Linked DNA regions of Arachis hypogaea: region 2 is linked to region 1. The links are chromatin contacts, called in public Hi-C maps. All regions are on one chromosome and are shown on one strand. The core of a region is the stretch at or near the end of the contact, and the rest is flanking DNA. Distances in the headings are between cores, read along the strand shown.

What was found. A called contact is a pair of places that touch in the nucleus more often than the background predicts.
Region 2: a contact with region 1 is called in a Hi-C map of leaf, with 2.5 times the contacts expected there. The contact joins the promoter of LOC112801969 here to the enhancer-like site in region 1. A contact is called at or near these places in 4 of 8 Hi-C or Micro-C datasets (all in leaf).

The regions. Positions count from the first base shown.
Region 1 is chr5:93,004,621-93,010,566 of arahy.Tifrunner.gnm2.J5K5, reverse strand. No RefSeq gene overlaps it. Among protein-coding and RNA genes, the nearest start is that of LOC112801968, 14 kb to the right of the region's middle. Within about 2 kb of position 2,201, at least 3 of the 3 cell types and tissues checked have open chromatin away from gene starts, as enhancers often do.
Region 2 is chr5:93,037,694-93,043,639 of arahy.Tifrunner.gnm2.J5K5, reverse strand. LOC112801969 (probable phospholipid-transporting ATPase 8) reads right to left here and starts at 2,191. Exons shown (of 12, transcript XM_025844937.3): 1 at 1,081-2,191; 2 at 326-577; 3 at 1-324. The coding sequence starts at 1,479.

The DNA.
Region 1 (5,946 bases), core at 952-3,451:
ACATTTTTAACGATGGTTTTTACTAATTTAAGATGGTGTTTAACACTTTATATAATACAATATAAGATAAGATGATGACAAATATTAATATGCTTCGCGTAAAGTAACGAATGCAATATTTTTTTTTAAATAATATATTATTAGAGATAATAAATAGAGTGGTATGTTAAACATTTTAGCTTTTTTTTTGTAAAATAATATGTACAGTCCATTTAAAAATTTTTAAAAATATACACCTCATCTTATTAGCAGGTTACTATTTCAATTTCAACCGATCATATAAAAATAATAAAAAACTAAACTTTATTTAGTTAATAAAAAATGTTAAAAAACGAACCTAAAAGAAGTGATGATAATTTATTTTACTATCCAAATCGTTTGAATTATAAATAATAATGTACTCAACTAAATAAGGTAACAATTTATATAATTCTATGTGAATGACACATTTTGTTCAAGTCTAGAATGTTGTATTTTTTTAGTTCAATTCTCGTTATCCTCTCCACAAATATGCCTTAGGAATAAAATATAAAAATACACAATATATATGTGTTTAATTTTAGTTTATTAATAATATAAAATATTTTATATATTTGTCTAATCATATTTTTTTTAGATAATTATTTATACGATAAAAAATAATTACTTTTTACTATCATGATATTACGTAATTGAATATATATATATACTATCGGTATGTCAAAATTAAATTTTATATAAATCAAAATGATGTATAAAAGATTTTGATATCGCCAAAATAATTCCCTGAAAAATAAATTGTGACCCTTAAAAGAAGATGAAAGTTTAATCAAAATACACTAAAATTTAGTTTGGGTAAATAACTTAAATAAATTCTTTTGAAAAAAGAGTTTAAAACATAAGGATTTTTATTAATAGCAGCTTATAAATAAGTTATTTTGTATTTGGATTTTTAGTTATAAAGTACTTATTTTAAAGTTGTAGCGTTTGGATAAATAACTCAAAAGATAATTTTTTTTTTACAAAAGAGAATGAATATTAAAATAACCATGATAACAAATACTTTTCAATATTGAATGTTGATTTTACATAACCTAATCACTAATATTGTGTATGATATGGTAGGTGAAAATAAAAAATAAATATAAAATGTGTGTCAATGTATATTTTATTACTGTTTTTTTTTTTTTATTCCTATTAGAACTCTCTTCTCCTTTATTAAGGTCAAGAACTTGTTATAATTAATTATGAAAATAATAATAAGTTATAAAATTACATATGAAAAAAATAAAATTAAAACTGAAATTTCATACCACACTTGAATACAAATTTAATAATAAAAAATAGTGATAAAATGATAAAAAAAATATTTAGAAGGAATATATGCAGTAAGTTGTTCAGATATAATATTGTCTGAAAATGTGGTGGAGGATCAATTCTTCCATAAGATGTTTCATTACGTAAAAATTGTGAGACTTAGAACATTGCGTGAGAATGATGGTGGAAGGCTAGTGCTTCTAGCAGACCTTGTGTGAAAATAGTGATGAAAAGTCAGTATTTTTCATAGAGTCAAGAAGGAAAGTAAATTTTTTTATTTTAAAATTAATTTTTTTTAAGTAAGTGGTAGAATGACTTCTCGAGAAGTAAGAAGTCATATATTTTTACTTTTTTAAAAAGTTGCGAATTAACTTTTTTGGGAAGTTAAAAGTTTTTTTAAAATAGTGCCAAACACATAGATTATGATTTTTCATAATCCAAAAGTTAAAAAAAGTAGCTTCTGCTACTTCCCAAATGGGCTCTAATTCATTGAGATCATGCCACATCCTAACCATCTACTTTAGCATTACATTGAAAAATGGAGATAACTTCACAATTATATATATATTGGTCATGGCCTCATGGGACAATTAGATATTTGTCAAACGTCTAAAATTTTTAACGGGCCCGGGGGACTTTATTTCTTTTGGAATTCTTTTTGGTCTTGCTATTCAGTTGTTTTTATTATTTGTTTTTTGGGCTTGCCCTTTACTTGTTTGTTCATCCTTTAAATTAATTTTGGAAGAGTTTGAGGAAAGTGCAACTTTTGGCCTGCGGGCTTTCTTAAACTCTTGTGGTTTTTGAAGTGTTTTTAGTCAATAAATGCGACAGTTTGTTGGTATAAATATTTTTGCCTATCCCCAATTAGGTTCATTGAGGCCCACTATTTGTGATGGTACAAAGGAACCCAAGAAATCCCATACATATGAATGGGCAATTGCTGAGCTCTGCTGTTTTGATTAAGAAAGCCCATACACCAGACCAAAAATAAAAAATAAAGCCCAAACACATGATCCAAAAAGTGATGGTTGTGAAAGGTTGGAAATGGGGTGGAGTAAGATTTGAGGTTAGTTAACAAACTTGGCTGGTTCTAGTAGTTAGCTAATAGCTTACTAGTCAGATGGTGACTTAGTCCTTAATCTGTCGAGTTGAAAAATATTATAGAAAAAATAAGATTTGAGGTTAGTAACTAGTAATATTAGAATAATTTTAAATAATTTTTTAAAGTTTGGATATTTTTATCAACCAAAATTCATCTTTTATAAGTTTAGCATTCGTTTTTTTTTCATAAATAAATTTATTAACGGTATGAATATTCATAAGTAAAAATGATAATTTATTTAATTAATAATAATTTTTATTGTTGGAAAATTAATTATGTTTGAATTATATTAAGTAAAACAATAATCCTTTGTCTAAATAAAAGGAAAAAAAAAGAAATCTTGAATCTTGATTCATGCACTCAAAATAAAAGGTAGTGAATTAATTTATGAATGTAAATGCATTATGGAAGGAGATTTTTTAATGATTTTGTTTGTAATTTTACTATAAAATATATTACTCAAAAAAAATATAAAATAGATTATTATATCATATAAAGTAAACATAATAATTGAATTGAATCTCTAAATTATTTTTATAATCAAGATAATAATTGTGGGTCAACTTCAAGTTAATGCTAAGCATTTTACTTAAAAATTTAATCTGATGTATTTTTTTTTAAAGACGTTAGTTATTCAGTATAAAATATCATAAAAATATTCACAAAACAAAAGTGAAAGTAGTAGATATTATCACTTTTATTTTAATAACGTTACAAAAATTATGGAATCTAATTTCAACAAATTAACTTAATTAATCATACATAGGTGATTTAAAAAATATTTAAATTGTCACTAGTTTGTCACATTAATGTTTATAATTGGGCAAATCACGAAATTTCATTTTGTATGTAGAATGTAATGAGTCTTATAAAAAAATTATAATATTTTTGGATTTAACTACACACCATTAAAGTTGTCATTAATATAAATTTTAAAGTTTAATTTTTTTATTTTAATAAATATATTAGAAACTTAAATTCTTATTACTTTTTTTATAAAATCTTTTAAAATTGATAAATTTAATATGTGCGACTAAACCCATATTTTTTTTTAATGTGAATTTCAATGAACAATAATTTATCCAAAATCATCATGTAAATAATTGTTGAAATAAAAAAGGTCAAGTATATATCAAATCCTATTGTTTCTTTGTTTGCTAGGATTGGATCCAAACATGAGAGGGTATCCACAACCTTTCACATGTGATCCTTGTTCCTTGCCATTGCCATTTGTTTGCATTATTAGTTATTAATATTATTGGTGACAAAATAATAATAATAATAATAACACGAAAAATTGCCGACAAAATCAAGAAAAACCTCCGATAAATTCAACTACTTAGTTCACGGGCCCCACTAATGCACATATGTTTTTATTTTTTTTGCATAATTCACCATTAACGAAAAACTATTTTGGATTAGTCATCAGGCTGACGTATTAAAAAATATTATATGAAAAAACTATTTTAGGATAAATATAGTAGATTAATTAAAATGGTTTTATTAAATACTTAAATTCAGATGAGTTAGGAATATTGTCACATTATACAATCTGTGTAGCAATTATTTTAAAAGTCATGTAAGTATATTATTAAATAATTAAATAATAGTGTAAAAAATTTATATACTCTTAATATATATATAGTAGTGGAGCCGCGTTACACATGACTAGTAGTGTTTATTAAAAGAAAAAAAAAACATGATAGCTAAGTGTTAAAATGAGGAAGAAGTATATTCCAAGTTGTTTTTTTGGAGGAGTTTGCTGAGATGAACATGAAGAATAAAGTGGAGGGAGAGAAAGCAAAGGAAAAACACTGCAACACCAGCAATTATCTTGTCTCGAACTCACGAGGAGAGGCCTAAAAAAACATGAAAATTATTGTCATCTCCTAAGACTAATAAAAAACATATCTTCAAAGTAATTCTAAGCAGTGTCTGAAGATTGAAAAAAGCAAAAAATGGAAGTCTAACCAAATAAAGACCATACTCGACAAAAGTACAATAAAAAACAAAGAGGAGATCGAAGAATAAGGAGATGAATAAGTCTCCAAAAATTGCCAGATTAAAAGAGGAATAGTTAACAGATTTTAATGGTGAAGGGTGCGAGTCTTCAAATGACACTCAAAGTGTCATGAAATTTTTTGTTGGAGTTTAGGAAGATCTTTGACAATCCAGAATTTTAAATGAATATGCAAGTTCTACTCCTCTAGATTATTTTCATTATTCAGACAAAGAATCAATCTCGACAGATGAAAGTAAAGTTACGTTCGTGTGGCTATGGGAGTTGGTATATTGTGGACTTAATGAGGGTGGTTGGTTGGTTTAGTTTTGGGATGGAAAAATACTATCAATATTCACACACGGAGTAGTGATGACTACTTTATTACAGAAGAGGTTCATGCTACAAGCAAAAATGAGGTTTGAAAATTCATTGTAGTTCACTTAAATTGCTCTGACACTATGTGAAACTCTCAGTATAATGAGCTCTTTTTTATTATTCAGCAATTCCAGTGTAGAGTGGTGATTATGGATGATTTTAATGCTATATCTAGACAAACAGAGAAAGAGGGTGGTGGCAAAAAATTAGCAACCTCCATCTTATTATTCAATAATTTCATCAATGTTAATAAGTTATTGGATATTGAAATGGTGGATCGACCTTTCACGTGGACAAATCGGAGACAAGACTCAGAGTTGGTGAAAGAAAGACTAAACTGTGAGTTAGTGGGGGCTGAGTTGGATAACACCGTACTCGTATGCAGTAATAAACATGCTTTTAGAATCAGGCTAAAATCATGCCCCTCTTATCTTACTGACCCGCAAAATTGGTGCAATAAGAAAATGTTTAAATTTCAAGAATGTTAGTGTTGCAAAAGAGAAGTTAGGCAAATTGTGATGGAAATCTGGACTTCTGAAGTAGAAGGGTCAGCAATATACTCTTTGGCTAAAAGGCTAAAAAGATGTAGACATAGGTTAGTTTAATGGCAAATTAATCACAAAACTAATTTTAGAAGAAAACTTGAAGAGCTACAGTCAGTCATAGAGGATCTTTAAAAAGGTGGAGTAAATGGAAGTGGCGAGCTGAATGGCCTAGAGAAGAAGCTAGAAATAGCGTTTATTAAGGAAGAGAGCTACTAGAGAGAAATCTCATGTTAAATGGCTCAAAGAGAGTGATCATAATACACGATTCTTTCATCAGAAGTTCCAATCCAAAATGAAGAAGAATTGAATATGGAGGTTGATTGGTCGAAATGATTAAGTTGCCTCTAGCCTAAAAAAAATAGCAATAGTGGCAGATGAGTATTTTGACTATTTTCAGAATATTTTTACTTCCAATAGTGTTGCTGATCCAAGCTGGTTTCTTAATAGTTTAGAACCTAAGATTACAACTTCCATGAACCGGAGGCTCCAAAAACCAATTTCTATGGAAGAGATCAAACGAACTACCTTCAGTGTTCATCCTCAAAGTGTTCCGGATGATGATGAATACACTGCAAAATTTTTTCATTTCTTTTGGGATATTGTAGAGGCCGATGCTGATGTGTTTA
Region 2 (5,946 bases), core at 942-3,441, 33 kb before region 1:
ACCAAAATAGACAGAACCAATAAAGGATATGAAAATCAAGGTACTGAAGAGGATGTATATAATCTTATCCATTTTTCTCTCAATTTTGCTTCTCTTGGATGGAGGATCAGTAGAATTCTGCATCACTTTTGTATCATGTCCGGTGAAGATTACAACACCAAAGATATGATCAGTGTTCTTCAGCTTAGAGTCTCTTAAAAGGATCTGCTGCAAGGAAAGAGGATATTCTTTACCCTCATAGTGCAAGTTTCCAATAAATGAGTATAAGTTTTCATTAGGATCCTCACATTTAACCATAGCCCTGAACTTCTGGATGGATAGGTTTTTCATCTTGAAGATGAGACGTCGCATCCAAGGCATGCTTTAACTTTAGATTAGTTTCTCCATCGAGATTCATTGTCTCGACATAGCAAACCCCGTCTCCGTAGCTTGACGAAAGCAGAAGAATATCAGCAGGAAAATATTCATCCTTACACACCTTAACAATATCACCAACTCGGAGTTTTTTCCATCTAGTCTCCACAAATGTATAATTTTTACCATATACCAGAACCTTTCGGTTGTTTGCCTCTATATCCTGAAGAAATAAACCAAAGTTAGATAGGAAAACCTTAAGAAAACATATCACCAACAGTATCTGGAGAAAAAAAAGAAAGAAAAGGCAAACAAGTTAAGTAAAACATAAAGCAAAGCAAAAAAGCAACATTAGATTATATTCTAGAACAATTATGAAACAATGTTGTTTCTTTGAATTATATCTCTCGGGGTCAGGAAGACAAAAACTTTCTGCCACCAATGGAAAAAGAATATTCTATGAATCAAAAAACATAAAGCAAAACAATGTAAATAGCTCTATGTAGATAAAAGACAATTGCTTTGCATAAAGGCTTAGATAGACATTTCATATGTCAATTCAAAAGAGCTTTTGCATAAAGGTGAGGTTTAGATATAAAACGATTCATATTCCTAAGCTTTTGGAAGAGAAGTTTTGTGACATTGGCAGTGTATGATGAAAAAGGCATAAAGTGCATCAAATCAAATAATAATTAATAATAAAATAGAAAGAAAAAAAAAGATTACCTGCTTTCTCCTCCTCCAATCTTCCACAGCTTCCTTGGCCATAGTAGCTCCAATGACAAGCAACAATGGTGCAACAATACTGAGAGCTGTATAAGGTGCCAATGGACTAAATGAAACACAAGCAACAACAAGAAAATATATATTTGCAACCCTCCTAAACTGTTCAAAAAGGGACTTAGGGATGAAATTAAAAGCTGTGTACTTTGTGGTTGACACATAGTTCCCTCTATAATTCTGCTGAATTGCATCAGGGTTATCAGGATCATTGCAATACACAATCCTTGAGTACCCTTTCTGACCGATTTGGGAGTGCCCATCTCCAAATGAAGATTTCAAGCAAGAAAATGAATATAGTTTGCTGAAATGTATCCTCTTTTTTGTGATGATCCCTTCAGGCATCTTCTCCTTTTTTTTTCCTCAGCTACAAATCAAGCATTCTCCCAAGAAATCACACAAATATCCTCAGAATCAAACACACTCACCTACTTCTTTGAAAGAAAAGATAATAACTTTAAGAAAATAGGCCAACCCCTTTACCTAAAATAGGGTAAAGTCCACAAATTTGGGAAGAAACAGAGAGAAGAAAAGAAGAAAGAACCAGCTTGATTTGGGAAAATGAGCTTGGAAACACTGAAAGAGACACCAGAAAATGGTTGAACAAGATTCAAAATACCAACTATAGAAGTAATAAAGAACTCTCTTAGATCATGTGAACAAGAATCACAGCTAGAGGAGTAAAGCTTGAATGAAACCTTCAAAGTTTTAGAATTTTTTTTGTTCTAATTCCTTGCTCTCAGTGAAAGCTGCAGAAGATGTCTCTTCCTTGCAGCTTCAACCGAATTTGTTAGAGAGAGAAAACAAAAAAAAATATAAAAAATAGAGAGAAAGAAAATGAATTGAGAGAGAAAGAGAGAAGGGGGGTCTTTGGTGTGAGTAGCAGTTAACTTTGCCGCTTGTATAAGCAAACAAACAAATGAGAGAGACAGAAAAAACATTGATAGAACCGACCAACGAGCATGCTTCATTTACTCATTACTACTTCACTTCTCTTCCATTCTTTTCTCTTCTCTTCTCTTCTCTTGTTACTGCTTTCATTCAATCATTCATTTCATGTGCCATTCGCCAAAGAAATTAATAACAACAATAAAGAAAATAGGAGTGACAAAATAATACAAGGGACCAAATCAGGAAGAAAAAAAAAAGAGAATGGTGGGGTATTGAAAGCAAATGTGAATTACTAGAATGAGGTGTAATATCTATAAATATTATATCGATTTAAAAATTATTTTTATATATTATTCGAAATTTAGTAAAATAGTACAAGTCTGTACGTAGAATTATTATTATTTTGTGATAATATTGATAAAACAATATATCATGTTGAATAGATATTTAAAAAAAATTTATCCATTAGTTAATACATATTTGAGAATGATTTCTTTTAATTTTTTTAATTATTTTATCATGTGTAATTTTTATTATTTAATATCTTTTAGATTTTTTTTGTCCCACTTAATAATGAAAGATCATACTTAACAAAATAATTAAAGAAAAAATCAAAATAATATTTTCTTATATATTTCATATTTATAAAAAAATTATATTAGTCTAAAAAAGTTAATTATTCTTGTATGATGCATTTAATTATTTTATTACAACGAGTTATTTTTATTAAAAATATATAAAATAATATGTATAATGATTAAATGATTGATTTTTTTTAGTTCATAAAACACTTGATTGAAAAAATAGAAACAACATGAAAATTTTGCATAATCACATTTAATTTTTTCCACAGAAATATGAAAACAATAGTTATAAATATTTATTTAATTATAGCCATAGCGATAAGATATATAAAAATTTTAATATAAAAAGATAATTAAAGTATTTTTTGAAAAATAGAAATGCAAATATCAATACTATTTAGTGTTTTTCCTCATTTCTACTTGTTAATGATATCTACCTGTCTGTCTAACACAGCTCATCTTTACGGTTAATTTTTGTAAATACTAAAAAAATTAATGTAATATTCAGTTATTAGATTTTACGATATTTTTTAAAATTTTAGGACGAGATTCTATATTTTAATACGAGAGGAATCTATTGTTAATCCATGATGATATATTCTTAATATGTAGAGAACTTATTGTTCAATTTTTAAAATTTTAAAAAATATTATAAAATTTAATAATTGAGTGTTACATCAAAATTCTATTAATATCTAAAATAATATATGCATATATATGTACACGTAACTTTTATTTTTATTTTGTTTTCATTAACAAAATGGTATATAGTGACTTTTGAAGTTGCATGAGGTGAATGAGTTTGAATAGGGAAAGTTATGATGCATTGCATCACTGAAAATCCAGAAAAAGAGATTAAAGTGTATTGTTCCTTGTTGTGTTGTTACACGTGTTCTTAGTTCTTACATTTGACAGCAACCAACGCTGATACAGATAGATACGCCTCCACCCTTGTCGTACAACATGTCTCTTCCTTTTTCATGTGTATCCCTAATATTCTATATATTTCTATTTTTTTATATTTGTATGAATTTAATTTTAATATAATAATTATATATATATATCTAATTATTTAATGAGTTTTACACAGTCGTACAATCACATTCATTTTTTTAAATAATTATTTATGTCGTTAATATAAAAAGTAGTTATTTTTATTAATGTATCGTTATGTAATTAGATACATATGTAAAATTATTTTATATTAACAATACATAAAATTAAATTCTTATATAATATCATATAATAATAATAATAATAATAATAATAAATAATTATATTTTATATTAATTGCATAAATAATTATCTAAAAAAATAAATATAAATAAACGATAATATAAAATATTTATGTAAAATATTTTATGTGTATATTAAAATTAAATACGAAGATATTATGTTTTGATGTAAATGGTTAAAATTTATATTATTTTTAAAATTAATAATTAATTTGCTAATGAGTATGTGTATGATTGTTTTGATGCCAAATAATTGTATATTTGTGTTGTTTGTTTGTTGTGTGTTGTTAATTAATACAAGAAAATAGAGGATAAAATCATAAAATACATACACTTGTTTTCTTGTATTTTGAAGGTAGTTGCATCTTTAATACCAACCATATGGAACCAAGTAAAGAAGTCACATCACTACTATAAAAGGATGGATATGAAATGGACCCTTAAAATGAGAAAAGGTTTTAGGTGGCTACTCCAATGAAGATTTCATAATTGTCATCATGTGAAGATACTTCATTTTGACCATTGGATGATAAGTTGTAGGGCTTGATTTTTATTTAAAGTAAAAATGTTACTTTTATTTAAAATGTTGCTAAACAAATAAGTCACACTTTTTAAACAAAGATCATCATAAGAAGATGTTTTTAACATCTTCATTGGAGTAGCTGCCAAGGTTTTATATATGTGTTTCGTTTGTGGGTACTTAGCTTGAAAGAATAATTTTATAATATTATTTAACCCAATATTTATATTTCTATGATTTTTAAAGTCATGAGGGATTAGATAAAATATTTTTTATGTAATAATACAGCCTTAAAGTGACACTTATTTATCCTATTTTGTAATTATATATATACATATATCTTCACGAAATATGGAGTTTTTATATATTTGAATAATTCTTTTAAATAATTAGAATATTAAAATTTTTTTAAATAATTTATATCAAGATTACACAAAATCTTTAACTTATTTCAAGGCCTAAATATTTTTATCCTGATAAAATAAAAGATATTATCCTATCATCACATTAATTAGTGTTCTTAAGTAAATACTGATATATTAATGTGTCTAACAATATCCTAAATTTGTAGTCAACAAATTTTTAGTCAAATATTTTAGTTTTTAATAAATTTTAATAATCAATTCAGTCTTCAAATTCTTAATTCATTAAATGAATTACTTTTTATATTAAACTTTTTATCTATTAAAAAAATTAATATGAAAATTTTAAAAAGTTTTAGAGACTATTACATTTTTATTAACTAATAATAAATATTGATTTGTCTGATTTTTTTTAAATTGAAAAATTGATTTATCTAATGAAATAAAAATTAAAAACTAATTTAGTGAAAATTTTATTAATAAGAATTAAAGTATCTAATTAAAAATTATCTAGAGATTGATTTAAGATATTATTCCAAATAATTTATATATATATATACACCAAACATTTTATATACCAAACATTTTACACATACGCGTCCATTTTAAATAATGCTTCCCGTAGAAGTTGATCCAAAATGTCAATAAAAAATGAAATTTGTATACAAATTAAATTTCTAAGTATGTAAAGTGTTAATATATAAGAGTTAGGGATGTTACCATTCCAAGAATGAGCATGTGATGTGAGTGTGAAGATGAATCTAATTACCATAAGTCTCGGACACATGCCAAGCACGTGCTTCCATTAATGCCCCACACACCCCATCATTCATTCATTCATATGAAACTTCGTTATTTTCCACCGAGCCTTTGGAAGATTCAACAATCTTTTCATTTTCTTTTTTCAAAACAAACAACAACTAAAATAAAATGAGTGAAAAAAAAAACACACACACACATATATAACATTCAGATTTAGTATTTGTTCACACTTTGCCCCAAAAATATCGTCATACTTAAAATGAACAAAGTCTAATTAAGAGAAATTTATTTGATTTTATAGAGATCATACACGATAACATAAGCCTAACCCTATTTATCTAAATAAATAACGAACTTTTAAGATATTTTTTAATAATCTAAAAAGAAGATTTTAACAATTTCTTTAATAAAAAGAAACGATTATCCACCATCAAAAGATGAAACTACTCTAAAATATG